Regions from separate parts of the Pan troglodytes genome. Here region 2 is linked to region 1. The links are chromatin contacts, called in public Hi-C maps. All regions are on one chromosome and are shown on one strand. Each heading gives the region's core, a stretch centred on a gene start, on an enhancer-like site or on the middle of the called end of the contact. The rest is flanking DNA. Distances are from core to core; before and after follow the strand shown.

The links. Hi-C and Micro-C count contacts between places; a contact is called where the count stands out from the background.
Region 2: a contact with region 1 is called in a Hi-C map of stem cell-derived neural progenitor cells, with 6 times the contacts expected there. The contact joins the promoter of ELAC2 here to the promoter of HS3ST3B1 in region 1. A contact is called at or near these places in 1 of 7 Hi-C or Micro-C datasets (stem cell-derived neural progenitor cells) and 1 of 1 datasets of contacts at active chromatin or transcription factors (stem cell-derived excitatory neurons).

Annotation. Positions count from the first base shown.
Region 1 is chr19:56,396,617-56,403,281 of NHGRI_mPanTro3-v2.0_pri, reverse strand. HS3ST3B1 (heparan sulfate-glucosamine 3-sulfotransferase 3B1) reads left to right here and starts at 3,478. Exons shown (of 3, transcript XR_675343.5): 1 at 3,478-6,348.
Region 2 is chr19:57,675,586-57,682,250 of NHGRI_mPanTro3-v2.0_pri, reverse strand. It overlaps ELAC2 (elaC ribonuclease Z 2), which reads right to left and starts at 2,379. Exons shown (of 24, transcript NM_001009034.1): 1 at 2,135-2,379; 2 at 1,504-1,554; 3 at 1,295-1,365; 4 at 196-260. The coding sequence starts at 2,379.

The sequences.
Region 1 (6,665 bases), core at 2,229-4,728:
GGTGGAACCCAACACCCTTTGCCCGACTCACAAGAAGCTCTGGAGATTGAACAGCCCTTCAGAGATGTCTGAAGTTGGGCTGGGAAGAGCAAACCTTTAGCTTCTACATCAGTCACTGGCCGGGGGTCACCTGGGAAGCAGCATACCTACCCTTCAGCCTAGATGCTTTCCGCAATCGTGGAGAGGCGGACTGCAGGAGGCTGTGCTGACAGCACGCCAGCAGCTGGGGCAGCAAGTCCTTCACTGATGCAGTGCTGGTGGCCCATCAGTGTCTGCCACAGGGAGATGGCTCAGGGATGAGGAGATGGCAAAGGCTGAGAAGCAAAACACTACTGGGGTTCACCGTGCTGGAACTAGCCTGCAGCTTCCTCCATTATAACAAGGGTGGAGTGCCAACTGGTGTGGAGGTTTGGTGGTGGAAGGGATAGATCATCCCCTGTCAGCCTCTACATGCTCAAAGAAACTTTGAGAAATGTTATCTCTTGCAGGAGAGAAGGCTAAGAAATGTTTGTCTCAGAGACTGGGAAAGCGGGTCTCCTGGGGACACTTACGAGAGTTGCAGGGCACGTTTATATGCTTATAGAAGTGGGAAAATTAAAGGAGGGCGAGTCTTCTCTATCACGTTTTCCTCCATCAACTCAGTGGCTCAGGCCAGGAAACTTGAAGGCAGAATTGTCCTGGAGGATTTCCAATGCTAGAAGCATCATGGAGGAAGAGAGGGGCTGGAGGTATTTGTAGGAGAAGAGGACAAACGGAGGACCACAGGTGGCTGGTGGTACTGAGGCTCAGAAGTGTTGTACAGCTTGAGCAGATTCGGAAAAGCAATGCAGCTCTGGTGTATCATATGCCAGGGTCTTGGCATGACATCCTCCACTAGGTAAATAGAGGAGCATGGGACTTACAAAGGAGCTGGAGGAGAAGAGGACACCCAGGAACGGCGTAGTGCCTTGGCTCTGGTAAGTGGGAGCTGTCCTTGCCATCCTAGGCCTGAAGCGGGAGGAGAGCAATCATAAGAGAACCAAGGGACTGTCAGGCTGTGTGGAGAGGACTTCCGAACAGGGGCCTGGACTTCCAGGTGGGGGAAGCAGCCAGCCCTTCAGGAGCCAGCCAGGAGACAGCGTGCGGAATAGGGGCCTCTCCCTCAGTCTCCCCATCCTTCGATTCCCTGTCCCTTTCTCTAGGAGACAAGGGAGGCTCCGGCCCAGAGCAGGATGCCGCGTGGAAGAATTTGGAATCAGCGTACACCCCTACTCCTCATGACACAAGTCATCAAACCAACCAGGGCGTCAAAATCTTATTTATAAGCTAAGAGCATCCATCCTTCTGCAGTTTGCAGAGGGCTCCTCATACATGGCAGCGCTTCCTGTGACAATCCCAGAGGGTCCAACTGGAACTGGAAAGTGCACCATTCCCAAGGCGCAGTGGGAGCTCGCTCTGGGAAGAGTTTCTTCCCTCTCTGCGGAGCCTTCCAGCCGCTCTTACAAGGAATTTCTCATCCCTGCCGTCGGCTTGGCCAGCAGCAGCCGCGGGGCTGCGCCAGTGCCCGCCTCTGGCCAGGGGTTCCCGCGCCTCGAGCAGCTCCCTGGGCCCTTCTACGGGAAGAGGGGATCACGGCGCCCGCGACATCCAGGAGCTCGGACGACCGCAGCCTCACCACTAACCCCCAACAAAGGTACAGCGGGAGTCCAGGCCGAGATAAAATTCCCTTCCCAGTCCGCTGGAGAGACAACTGGCCGCGGCTGCCCTCTGCTCCGCTCCCGGCTGTCCCGCAGCTGCGAGGCCGGGGCCAGAGCGCTCCCTTCCGGGCGGGTATCGGAGCCGCTGCGGCGCCGACCGCCCTTCATGCCCGGGCCGCTGGAGAAGGCGGAGCGAGCTCGCAGCTGCTAACCCCCGAGGGGCCGCCTCGCTGGCGAGGGGAGCGGGAGGAAGGTCCGGATTCCGGTGGCAGGAACTGGGGCTCTGGGCCACCGGTTCAGGCTGCCCCAGGAAATGCCTGCTTTGCGGTGCCGCAGAGGGTATAGAGGAGCTCGGCCCCAGAGGGTGGCTGTTGGGGAGGCGGAGCTGGCCGCAGGCTGGAGCAGCTGCGGAGCCTCCCATCCCGAGCCTAGAATCGGAGAAATTTCAGGCGGAAAAATACTGCGGGGATCTTTTGGCTCAAGTCTCCCATTCTACAGATGTGAAATTTTAGAGTGACCCGACTGGGGTCGCACAGAGGGCTGTTGGCAGCAGGACCTGGGGGAAGAGCGAGAGGAGAGGGCCCCTGTGGCGGCCCTGTCCTGTCCTAAAGGAGAGGGGCTGCCTCCCAGATGAGAGCCCTGAGAGGCCGTAGCTGCGTACCCTATTCGGTAATACCAAATAAACCAACCAAAATAAAACATAAACCTTATAGACGTGCTGAAATACAATTCTCTCCTTTCTACATTTCCGAATACAAACATTTTGAATGAGTTTATCAGAGGTAAACCTTTCCCTCGGTTTTAGTGGTGGCAGTTTGCTGATGCCCAGGGTCCAAGCGTGGGGAGCCCCGCACTGCTGAGCAAAGGTTAAGGGCAGAAGCTCAAACTGGGTTCACGGTTAATTTGGCTACCAGCTCTGTCCAGGTTTGAGCCTTGGGTTCTGCATCTGCGGAATGGGAAGACGGTTGGGAGAGATGGCCCTTGCCAAGGGTGGACCGAGAGCGACCGCCGCGCGTGGGAATTTCACGGCACAGCCTGAGACTCTCTAGAGCAATGGGAGGATCAGCTAGGTGGGCAAAAGGGCCAAAGCGTCAGTTCGCCGCCCAGGTCGTCCTCTGGCGCCGCTTCCCAGCCCGCCCAGGTGCTGTCCAGGCCCCAGACGACCCTCCGACCTTGTGCCGGGAAGGCCCCGCGGCGCGGTGCGCACCGCGAACTCCCCTGTGGTTCTCAATAGTTGGAATTGAAAGGATGCCGGGTGGGTCCGGCCCGAGACTTAGCTGTGGGAGCTCAGCTCTGCGCTGCAGTCAGAGCAATTTCCGACGCCCACATCTTTACCTCTACTCCCTCCTTCCCTCAATCCACCCCCGGAAAAAAGAAACGCCAAATGTATTCAGCTGCCTCAATTTGTAATTGCTCACTTATTAGACTTTACTAATCCTCAGGACAGGGACTTTTTATATTGGGATTGTCAAAATCCTTAAAACACTGAAAGACTCACACCCAGGCAAGCCTGAAGTTAGCCACGTGGGAGCTACAGTTCGCCTAACACACACCTATACAACATGAATTTTCCGCCTAAATAACATAAAATTTGAAGACACTCCCTACGGAGACACTATTTTCTCCTCACATTTCCAAATAGAGTCGGGCTAGTGCTCAGAAATATATTTGTTCTCATGTTTTAGAAGTTTAAAATAAATGGATTAGATTATAAAATTAAGAGCGAATAAGTCACTTCGAAGAACAAACACAACGTCCCAGAGAGACACGGAAAGAAAAGCTAGAAAGAAGTTATTGCTGAGAATATAAAAGCGGGAGGGAAATCCTCTGCCTAATTTATTTCTCCCTCAACAGTTTTGTAAGAAAACGTTTTGGGCTCAAAGTAGTTGCAAAGAAGTCTCCCGTAGCACAGCCGGGGCGCACGGGTCCGGTGCTCGCAGCTGTGCTATCTGAATCCTCTCTGGCCATTACCGCTGCTCAGGCACATTTTCAAACCAGGGGTGCTAACGTCAATCTGGCTTTCTCCGTTTGCTTCCGACGAGGGGGGACCGGACCCAGGGTGGGGCTGCGTAAACTCGGGGACACTTGGGAACATTTACTCAGGAAGTGAGAGGGGCCGGCTGCTGGTGGCTGGTCCTGGACAGCGTGGTCGAGGGACCAGGGCTCAGGTCGGTTCCGCTGCGCCCGCCGTCGCCGACAGTGAAGTAAGTACAGTGCGGGCGGCGGCTCCCGGTGAGTCACTTCGTGAGTGACACTCAGCCCCGGGGGTCGCTCTGGGGTCGGAGTCGGAAGGAATGTTCTGTCCCCGGAACCGCTTGCAGCCAGGAGTTGGAGGCCCTCTGGCCCCGCAGAGGCTGGGTTATAGGCATCGAAAACTTCCTGAACACGACCAGTATGAATTTGATCTCGAGCTTCCGAACTCCAAACGCCTGGGCAAGAATTCAGCAAAGCGCAGCACCGCTCACCCGCACTTCCCCCAGCTAGCGGTTGCTGTTTCTTGGAAGACGCGTTTATCCGCCCCAGTCCCGGGTGGGTGGGTCATTTTGCCAAAGAAAATGTGGTTGGGGGTGACTTCGAGTAGACTTTCACTATTAAATAAGTGCACCTCAGTGATGGATTTGTTCCAAATTGATGTTTGACTTTTAAAAAAGCGATGGCGAATGACAACACGAAACAATCAGTGTCACAGGTTAGCAAATCACACTGTCTCCTAAATTAAGGCAAATGTTGGCTTTATATCTATTCAGGAAAAAGGGGGAGATGGAAAGTTTTCTCAAACCTAACGTCTCCAACAAACTCATATCCAGATAAAACTTCCTACACATGACTCCCACGCACATGTTTCGACCAGGAAACTTTTGTTTACCAGACTCTCTTCCTGGTAATTTCTCCTGTCTCTTTTCCCCTCCCCAACCTACTTTCGGCAGTTTGGAAGGCTGGAGATTTTTGTTAAGGACACTTTACACTAATCTCAGTTAACCGGCAGGCCAAGCTAACCTGGCAAAGAATAAGAAGGAAAGACACACACACACACACACACACACACACACACACACACACACACACACACAAGACAGCGATTTCCAAACATCCTTTCTACTTAAACTTCCTAATCCCGTGCCTGTCCCAGAAGGGTCTCCGAATGAGTCCCCGGCGTGGGTTGGCGGGGGGGGGGTTCCAGTGCCTAGTGCATCTCCGACCCTGCTCTCCCTCCTCCAACCGCCTCCCTACTCTGCAACACGTAAGCATCACGAAACCTCCTGCGAAACATCTGGATGGGGACTCGTGTCCCAACATCTGGGCAACTACCGCCAAGGCTGGCTTCTAGGGAACGAGTGCGGAAATGCGTGCGGGTGTGGGAGCGCACCACTCAGTAGGGTAGGACCTCTCCCAGCGCTAGGTCACTGCAGCATTCTTCCCACCATCTGCTCCTGTCACCAGCCCCTAACTCCGCCCCTCTGGGCCCGCCCCTTGTTCCGAAGCCAATAGCAACCCCTGACCGCCCTACACCGCCCAGAAGCCTTTCCACACCCCCTCGTCCTGGGAGCGGGTTGGCTGCTAAGCTCTCGGAGAAGCTTCTGTATTTGCATGGCGTTCGGGGTTTTTGGTAGGTAGAGCAGCCCGTCACTCTGGAAGGCCGGGACCGCCCACTCCACCTCGGTCCACAGCTCTCTTCCTGCGCAGTTCGCCTCCGCAGCCTCTGCGGGGAGGTGCCGGGGCTGCTCGAGGCTCAGTTCTTAGGACTGCAAGGAGGCAGCCCCGGCGTGCGGCGGTGCGCACAGTCTAGAGTGGCCAGGGCGCGAGAGTGCAACGTCCTCCTGGCCCCGAGCGCGTCGTCGCGCCCCGGGAGCAGACCCTCGCCCAGCAGTTACCGCCGTCCCGACTTTCCGTTCCAGTAGCAGCTCCTGCCGGGCAACATGTCAAGAGCCGCCGCCGCTACAGCTGCCGCCGCCACCTGGGGAAGAGCAGCAGCAGCAGCGGCGGCCGCGGGCACACGGGGGCAATAAACCGAGCCACCCGGGCGTCCAGCGTGCCGGGGAACCCTCTCTGCGCTCACTGCCCGGCGGGACCCACGCCATGTGCTGAGCCATGCCCCTGGCCGCGCCCGCGGGCAGCGCATGGGGCAACGCCTGAGTGGCGGCAGATCTTGCCTCGATGTCCCCGGCCGGCTCCTACCGCAGCCGCCGCCGCCCCCGCCGCCGGTGAGGAGGAAGCTCGCGCTGCTCTTCGCCATGCTCTGCGTCTGGCTCTATATGTTCCTGTACTCGTGCGCCGGCTCCTGCGCCGCCGCGCCGGGGCTGCTGCTCCTGGGCTCTGGGTCCCGCGCCGCACACGACCCGCCAGCCCTGGTCACAGCTCCGGACGGGACGCCCCCCAGGCTGCCGTTCCGGGCGCCGCCAGCCACCCCACTGGCTTCAGGCAAGGAGATGGCCGAGGGCCCTGCGAGCCCAGAGGAGCAGAGTCCCGAGGTGCCGGACTCCCCAAGCCCCATCTCCAGCTTTTTCAGTGGGTCTGGGAGCAAGCAGCTGCCGCAGGCCATCATCATCGGCGTGAAGAAGGGCGGCACGCGGGCGCTGCTGGAGTTTCTGCGCGTGCACCCCGACGTGCGCGCCGTGGGCGCCGAGCCCCATTTCTTCGATCGCAGCTACGACAAGGGCCTCGCTTGGTACCGGTGAGTTTCCCTGCCAGGGGCAGGGTCTCCATCATCGATTCAGACCCTGAGCTAAGGGAGACATGGCGTATGATAGGGAATTGGCAGGGTTACAGCTTCGGACCACCCGGGGTAGGGCAGGGAAACTACCGCAGATTGCGCAGCGCATCCTGTCCGGGTGCGGTGAGGGTTGCGCTCCGCTTGGTTCTCGTCACAACCCACAGAAAGTTCTCGCGGAGCACTGGTGCCCTTGAATTAATCAGGCGATCTCGCCGCAAAGAAGAAGGGCAGCGACTGAGACCGCCCTCAGCAAAGCGAGCCACCCTCTAACCATGGGG
Region 2 (6,665 bases), core at 1,130-3,629, 1.3 Mb before region 1:
CTCAGAAAGGTAAAGTAACTTGGTCAAGGTCACATAGTTAATCAGAACTCAAGTCTTTTTAACTTGAAAGGGGAAGCGTTTCAACGACCAGGTATCTCTGGAGGGCAGAAGACTGATTTGCAAAAAGGAAAATTCTTGTTACTGATATTACAAAAGGAAAGATTGCTTTTGAAAGATGTGTCAGGAAAGACTCACCAGTTGTGGAGGTCCAGAAAGTACACACTTTGGAAGCCCGGTTTCCTTTAAAGTAAGAATCATTCCTAAAAAGGATGCATAAAATCAGATCTCTCATCAATTTGACCTGTCGTCACTAACAGGAGGAGCACCCCGTACTAATCCAACTATTTATCTACATCTCCACCTTCCAGCTTTGGAAGTATAACCAGGGAAGATGTACAGAGCAGAAGTGATGCCAGCTAGAGGTGTAACAGACACCAAATATTCTTTAAATGCCTCTAGAATGGGCTGAGCTGTCACTAGGGTGAAGCAGCAAGGCACCCAGTGTGCAAAATGTAAGGAATCATGCAAGTGAAGGGCTGGCACCCTAAGTGCCTCACCCTAGTCTCAGCCCTGAGAAGGGAGACTGGTCTAACACTTCACTCCTTCCGGTCCATGCCACCAAGCCCACACAATTTGGCTGCAACACAATCCTGACCTTCCGGTTGACAGACATAAATGACAGGGTAATCTGGACAGTGGGTATGTGTGTGGCTGCCAATGTGCCAATGGCGTCTGCGATAAACATATTAACTGTAATCACCACTGCTAGACTCTCCAGTTTACTGCCACAAATCTCTGTCCCCGCAATGCAAGAAACTAAGTGGATGGTAACACTTAAGAGGTGGTATCCAAATTAAAATCTGTTCTCCTGAGTCACAGCTTTTAATGCTCTGTGCTGCTGCTGACTGGGCTGGTATAAAAAGAATTCCAGGCCCGGTGCGGTGGCTCATGCCTGTAATCCCAGCACTTTGGGAGGCCGAGACAGGAGGATTGCAGAAGTTTGAGACCAGCCTGGGCAACATAGCGAAACCCCGTCGCTACAAAAAATACAAAAAAATTAGCCAGGTGTGATGGGGCACACGTGTGGTCCCAGCTATTTGGGAGGCTGAGGTGAGGGGATCACCTGAGCCCAGAAGGCAAAGGTTGCAGTGAGCCAAGATCACGCCACTGACCAAAAAAAAAAAAAAAAAAAAAAAAAAAGTAGCTGCCCACCCCAGACTTGGAAAAATGGTAAAGCCGGTTAAAATTCCAGAGACTTCCCACCAGCCTCTGACACTGCAAAGAATATACTCACCACTTAAGCCCCCAACATTAGACCAGTGCATTCGTGTCAGGAATATGTTGTCCAGGCGAGCAACCTTTAACCTAAGAATGAGAAAACATTTAAACAGGATAACAGGAACAGAACAAGGGCCACTTTTGCTATAAAAAACAACTGGCCTCACATTTCGGCTTTCAAGCCCCGTAATCAACTCCCCCTCCGAAAGCAAGAGACTGACTCACTTGTGCTCCTGCATGAGTCTCTGAATGCCTTCTCCACAGTTGAAGAGATACCTACAAGACACACATTACACAAGACATTCAGAAGGTTTTATTCTGTAAACTCTCTGACACCAATTAGATGTTTTATTGTAGACTCTGGAAAAAAAAAAAAGAAAAAAAATTAAAAGTCCACGTTGGACTACCGAGCCACATTTATGCTGGTGGGTTTTGAGCCCTCCTTAGCAGAGGTGGAGAGGAGTGGGGGCCTGTGTGTGTGGGTGCTAGGACAAAATGAGTCCTTTCTCCACCACCGGCTACACACAAGATCTGTCCACCCCACACGCTAACAACGACACACTGGCCTTGGGGTGCACGGAAGAGGGTGGAGCTCCGAAAGTGCTGACAGCCAGGCCGGGGCCCAAGGGTTGGGAAAAGGACGCTCAGACCCACGTCTGAAGTTCTTCACAGATCCCCAGAAATCACATGGATGCAAAGAATCTCGGATTTCCCACCCACCATAACTCCACGAACCCCCGCAACAGTGAACCACATGTGTGAAGTAGGGAAGCCGAAGCCCTGGGAGGTGCCCCGATGCTCAGAGGCTGCGCCGCACTGAGGGCCCAGCGGGACGGGGCGTGGCTCGTAGACTGACCGGTTGAACTCGGAGAAGACGTAGAGCGCGGCGCCCGAGTCCCGGCTACCCGCTGCCACCACCTGCAGGTACACGGTGTTTGGGCCGCCGGAGCACCCCGACGGTCCGCGCTTCTCTCGCGTGCGCAGGTGCCGCAGCGGGTCCTTGCGCGGCCGCTCGCGGCGGGCGGGTGCCTGCGATATGGTGCGTCCCTGCGACATGGTGCGTCCGGCCGCGGACCGCAGCAGCGAGCAAAGCGCCCACATGCGCCCGTCTCCACCAAAACTGAGAAAGCCGCCGGTCACCTACGCCCGCGTTTCCCGTGCACCACCTAGCCGCTCCGCATGGCGGATCCAGCCAATCAGCGCGCCGTGCACCGAGCTTCCCGCCTACGCGAGGCTGCTCATCCAATAGAAAGGAGCTTTACCGCTCGGGACTTGTCAATTGACAGCGGCCATAGAGTAGAGGAATACTAGAGCGTCTCAAGCGGCCCCGCCCCTAGTTCTGTTCCGGATTCCCGGCCGCAATTTTTTCCGGAAGCTGTTTTTCTCCTGGGGTGGGACTTCCGGAAGCACAGTGCCAGGAAAAGCCTTCCTGGGGAAGGCGGGTCCTAGGAGTTTGGAGTTTCGCTAAAACGCTCCTGTTCCCACCAGATAAGAGCTGTGTCGTTAGGGCACGTCAGTCCCTCAGAGCTTGAGTTAGAGGTGGTTGTAGTGGTTGTGAGGATTAAATGTGAGGAAATCAATTGTATTGAGCATTAGCATAAGCGCTTTGCTAATTTTATTTCCATTGTAATTCGTATGCATACATGTTAGAACTTGATCATTTTTACGTGGTGTCCCGAGCTTGTAGTCCCAGCTACTCGGGAGGCTGAGGCAGGAGAATCGCTTAAGCGCGGAGGCGGAGGTTGCGGTGAGTCGAAATCGCGCCACTGCACTCCAGCCTGGGTGACAGATCGAGACCCTGTCTCAAAACAAAACAAAACAAAAATTGTAGTGTTTTTTGGAAAGAAAAGCAAGAATAGAGGACAAGCTCTAAAGCAAGAGTCTTGGCTCATTTGTTAGCTGCGTGATCTTGACCTCTCAGAGCCTCAGCTTTCTTATCTGTAAAATGTAATAACAGCAATAACAATATCTCCTACTTCAGAATATAGAATTCAGTCACCTGATAATATATCAATAGCCCTTTGAGTGGCACTGTCACAGAAGAGGCACCCAGTAAATGATAGAAAATTAATACAAAATGGTTCAACTCCTAGACAATATAGCTGACCAGGGACATCACAGAAGTAGATGTCCCAATACCAGCTTTTTGAAAAAAAACACCCAGTCCCCTCTTACGTAGCTAATGAGGATTTCTCACTGAAAGGGATATCAGTTAAAGCCGCTAGAAATACAGGGAGCTCCCTTAAAAGAGGAAGATAATTTACCTGGAAGCTCCACTCAAATATGATTTTTTAAAGATAATTTACCTGGAAGCTCCACTGACATATGATTTTTTAAAATAAATACTGAAAGATGTCACTTTTATTCAGGAAGTAAGGGAGATTCAAGTCATGTAGATTCCTACTCGAAAATCTTGACACCTGACTTTCCAGGATCACATTTTCATATGGAGACCAGTTTCCTCTTGGTTTCTTCAGTTAAGTCAAAACTACACGTTCCTCTTTCCCCATATATTTTTGCTCATTAGTGTATTTCTTGAGCTGTTTTCATTCAAATATGAAATTTTTTATGGAAGATTATCACCCACGGTGTGAAAACGTTTTGTACTTGAAATAACCATCCCAGTGAGGGTCAGGAAAACACTTCAGATCTACTTTACACAGTTAGAGGGTGTTACAAACTGAAAAGATTATCATACCACCATCTCCATAAGTATTTGAAATAAAAATGATAGTTTTTAAAAGTTGCTTAAAGCCTGGGCACCGTGGCACATATCTGTAATCCCAGCACTTTGGGAGGCCAAGGCGGGAGAATAGCTTCAGGCTAGTAGTTCAAAACCTGCTCTGTGGCCAGGCATGGTGGCTTATGCCTGTAATCCCAGCACTTTGGGAGGCCGAGGCAGGTGGATCACCTGAGGTCAGGAGTTTGAGACCAGCCTGGCCAACATGATGAAACCCCGTCTCTACTAAAAACACAAAAATTAGCCGGGAGTGGTTGCATGTGCCTGTAATCCCAGCTACTGGGGAGGCTGAGGCAGGAGAATCACTTGAACCCCGGAGACAGAGGTTGCAGTGAGCCAAGATCACGCCATTGCACTCCAGCCTGGGCGACGGAGGGAGATTCCATCTCAAAAACAAACAAACAAAGCAGCTCTGGCAACAAAGCGAGACCTCATCTCTACCAAAAAATACTAAAAAATTTAAAAATAAATAAGTAACAATTAGCTGGACATGGTGGCATGCACCTGTTGTCCCAGCTACTCTGAAGCCTGAGACAGGAGGATCACATGAACCCAGGGGTTTGAGGCTGCAGTGAGCTATGATCATACCACTTTACTCCAGCCTGGCTGACAGAGTGAGACACTCTCTACAAAAAAAAAAAAAAAAAAAAAAAAAAAAATTAATTCATTAAAACTGCTTTTAAAAAGTGTAGTGCAATAAATAAAATACTGATTTTTTTCCTGTGATGACTGCTTTGATCCTTTTAAAAAATATATCAAATTTCACAAACAAAAATACATTGGTTCCTCTATTTTATCGGTGCCCTATGTGCATATCTATCTGTTGGGTAATCTCAAACTACTTATCTCAAAATTATAGGAGGAATCACTTTTGGTCATCTACTTATATAAAATTCTTAGGGCTGGATGCTATTTAGGTTGTTTCTAGGGCCCAGTGTACTTTCTGCACTTATGCTCTGGGTCATATTTTTATTCCTGGTATATGAAGACAATAGCCAGTACTTCTTCAATCTGAGGTTATACTGGAATGTAAATTTCATGAGCCTGGGATTTGTCTGTCTGGTCCTCTGCTGTATCATTAGCTCCTAGGACAGAGTCTGGCTTGTGGCAGACAATAAATACTAGGAAATTAGAAGCAAACCAGTAGCTTAAATGAGGTTTTCAGTTTACAACTAAGCAGGGCCTAAAATTCAATCAAGACAACAATGTATGTGTTTTCTGAAGGGGATTGGTGTGACTGGTACCTCCAAAAGGATAGTTCAGAGAGTCTGAAACAGAAAAGTGTCTCTGGACTTGCTGGAGTAGAGGCAGCCTGACCATCGGGACAGCAGAGAAAGTGGAAATCGAGGCGACAGACTTTCAGAAGTCAGTGATATTAACAATTAATATAATACAGCCACTTCCTCTTGGTTTGAGTCTCTTTTTGTTATCCATTTTGTATATGGGCAGCTTGTGGCTTGAAATCACTTTCAGTCCTTTTGTTGGTCACGGTTGTGTTTAGTAAGAATAGCCTGTCTCTGCTCCTTGCAGTGGCTGCTGGGTGGCTCAATGGGAGTGGAACCCACACTCACAGGTGTGGGTCCTGGGTACTGGCTCTGCTGGGGGTGCTTTGGTTCATTTCCCATTGCCTCTCCATCCATGTAGACTGTCCACATTCAGTAGTTAGGCTGAGCTTCTCTGAATGGTGGTCAGCCTCCAAAAGGATGAAATGAAATCGCAGTGCTGCTGAAGAATAAGGCCCAGAAGTCAACGCAAGACACAGACAGCACCCACCTAGATTCAAAGGGAGGAAAATTATATTCTACCTCTTGAGGGGAGAAGTATCAAAGTCACATTGCAAAAGAGCCCTAGACGTGGAAAAGTCCAGGCTTTCTTGGAACCCTCTTATTATCCTATGGGGTGGGGGGGTCCTATGAAGAGATGGCTGCCAGGCAGAATAATCTGGCCAATGAATGCTGGGAGCAGTACATTTTCATATGCCTGTAGTTACAAAGGTATAATTTATAACTTGACTTTCTGCTGTACACGCTTGTAAGTATGGTTGCCATAAGCTAGTCCACTCATATGTGGCCATCTCTTGGGTATATTTATAAATCAGACTTTTGTACCTACAAAGCTGGGGCAGTTCCTGGGATCCCCAAGATCTGGTGATCTGACCAAGGGACACATACTTTGGGACCCTGTCTGAAATACCCTCTGGCTTTCTCCACACAGACTTTCATTCACTGATTCATTCAGTACACTCACACACACACACACGAGTTTCTAGACACTCTTCTAGGGTTCTAGATGCTGTACTGAGACCTTGGTGTACAGAAAGACGAACAAGGTCTCAGAAAGCTCAGAAAGTTGGTGTCTTGGGCACGGGGATGGGGCCCCAGGGCACACAGGAAAACATTATAATAGAATCAGGACAGGGATGCTTTTGTCTTCACTGGGTCTGAGGTGTTTCTGGTTTAGAGCCCTAGAAACCCAACAACTCCAAACTTGATGGCCACAATGCATCAGAGGGAGAATTGGTTTTTGAAACAAAAGTTACTTTGGGCTGGGCACGATGGCTCACAACTGTAATCCCAGCACTTTGGGAGGCCCAGGCGGGTGGATGACTTGAGGTCAGGAGTTCGAGAGCAGCCTGGCCAACACGGCG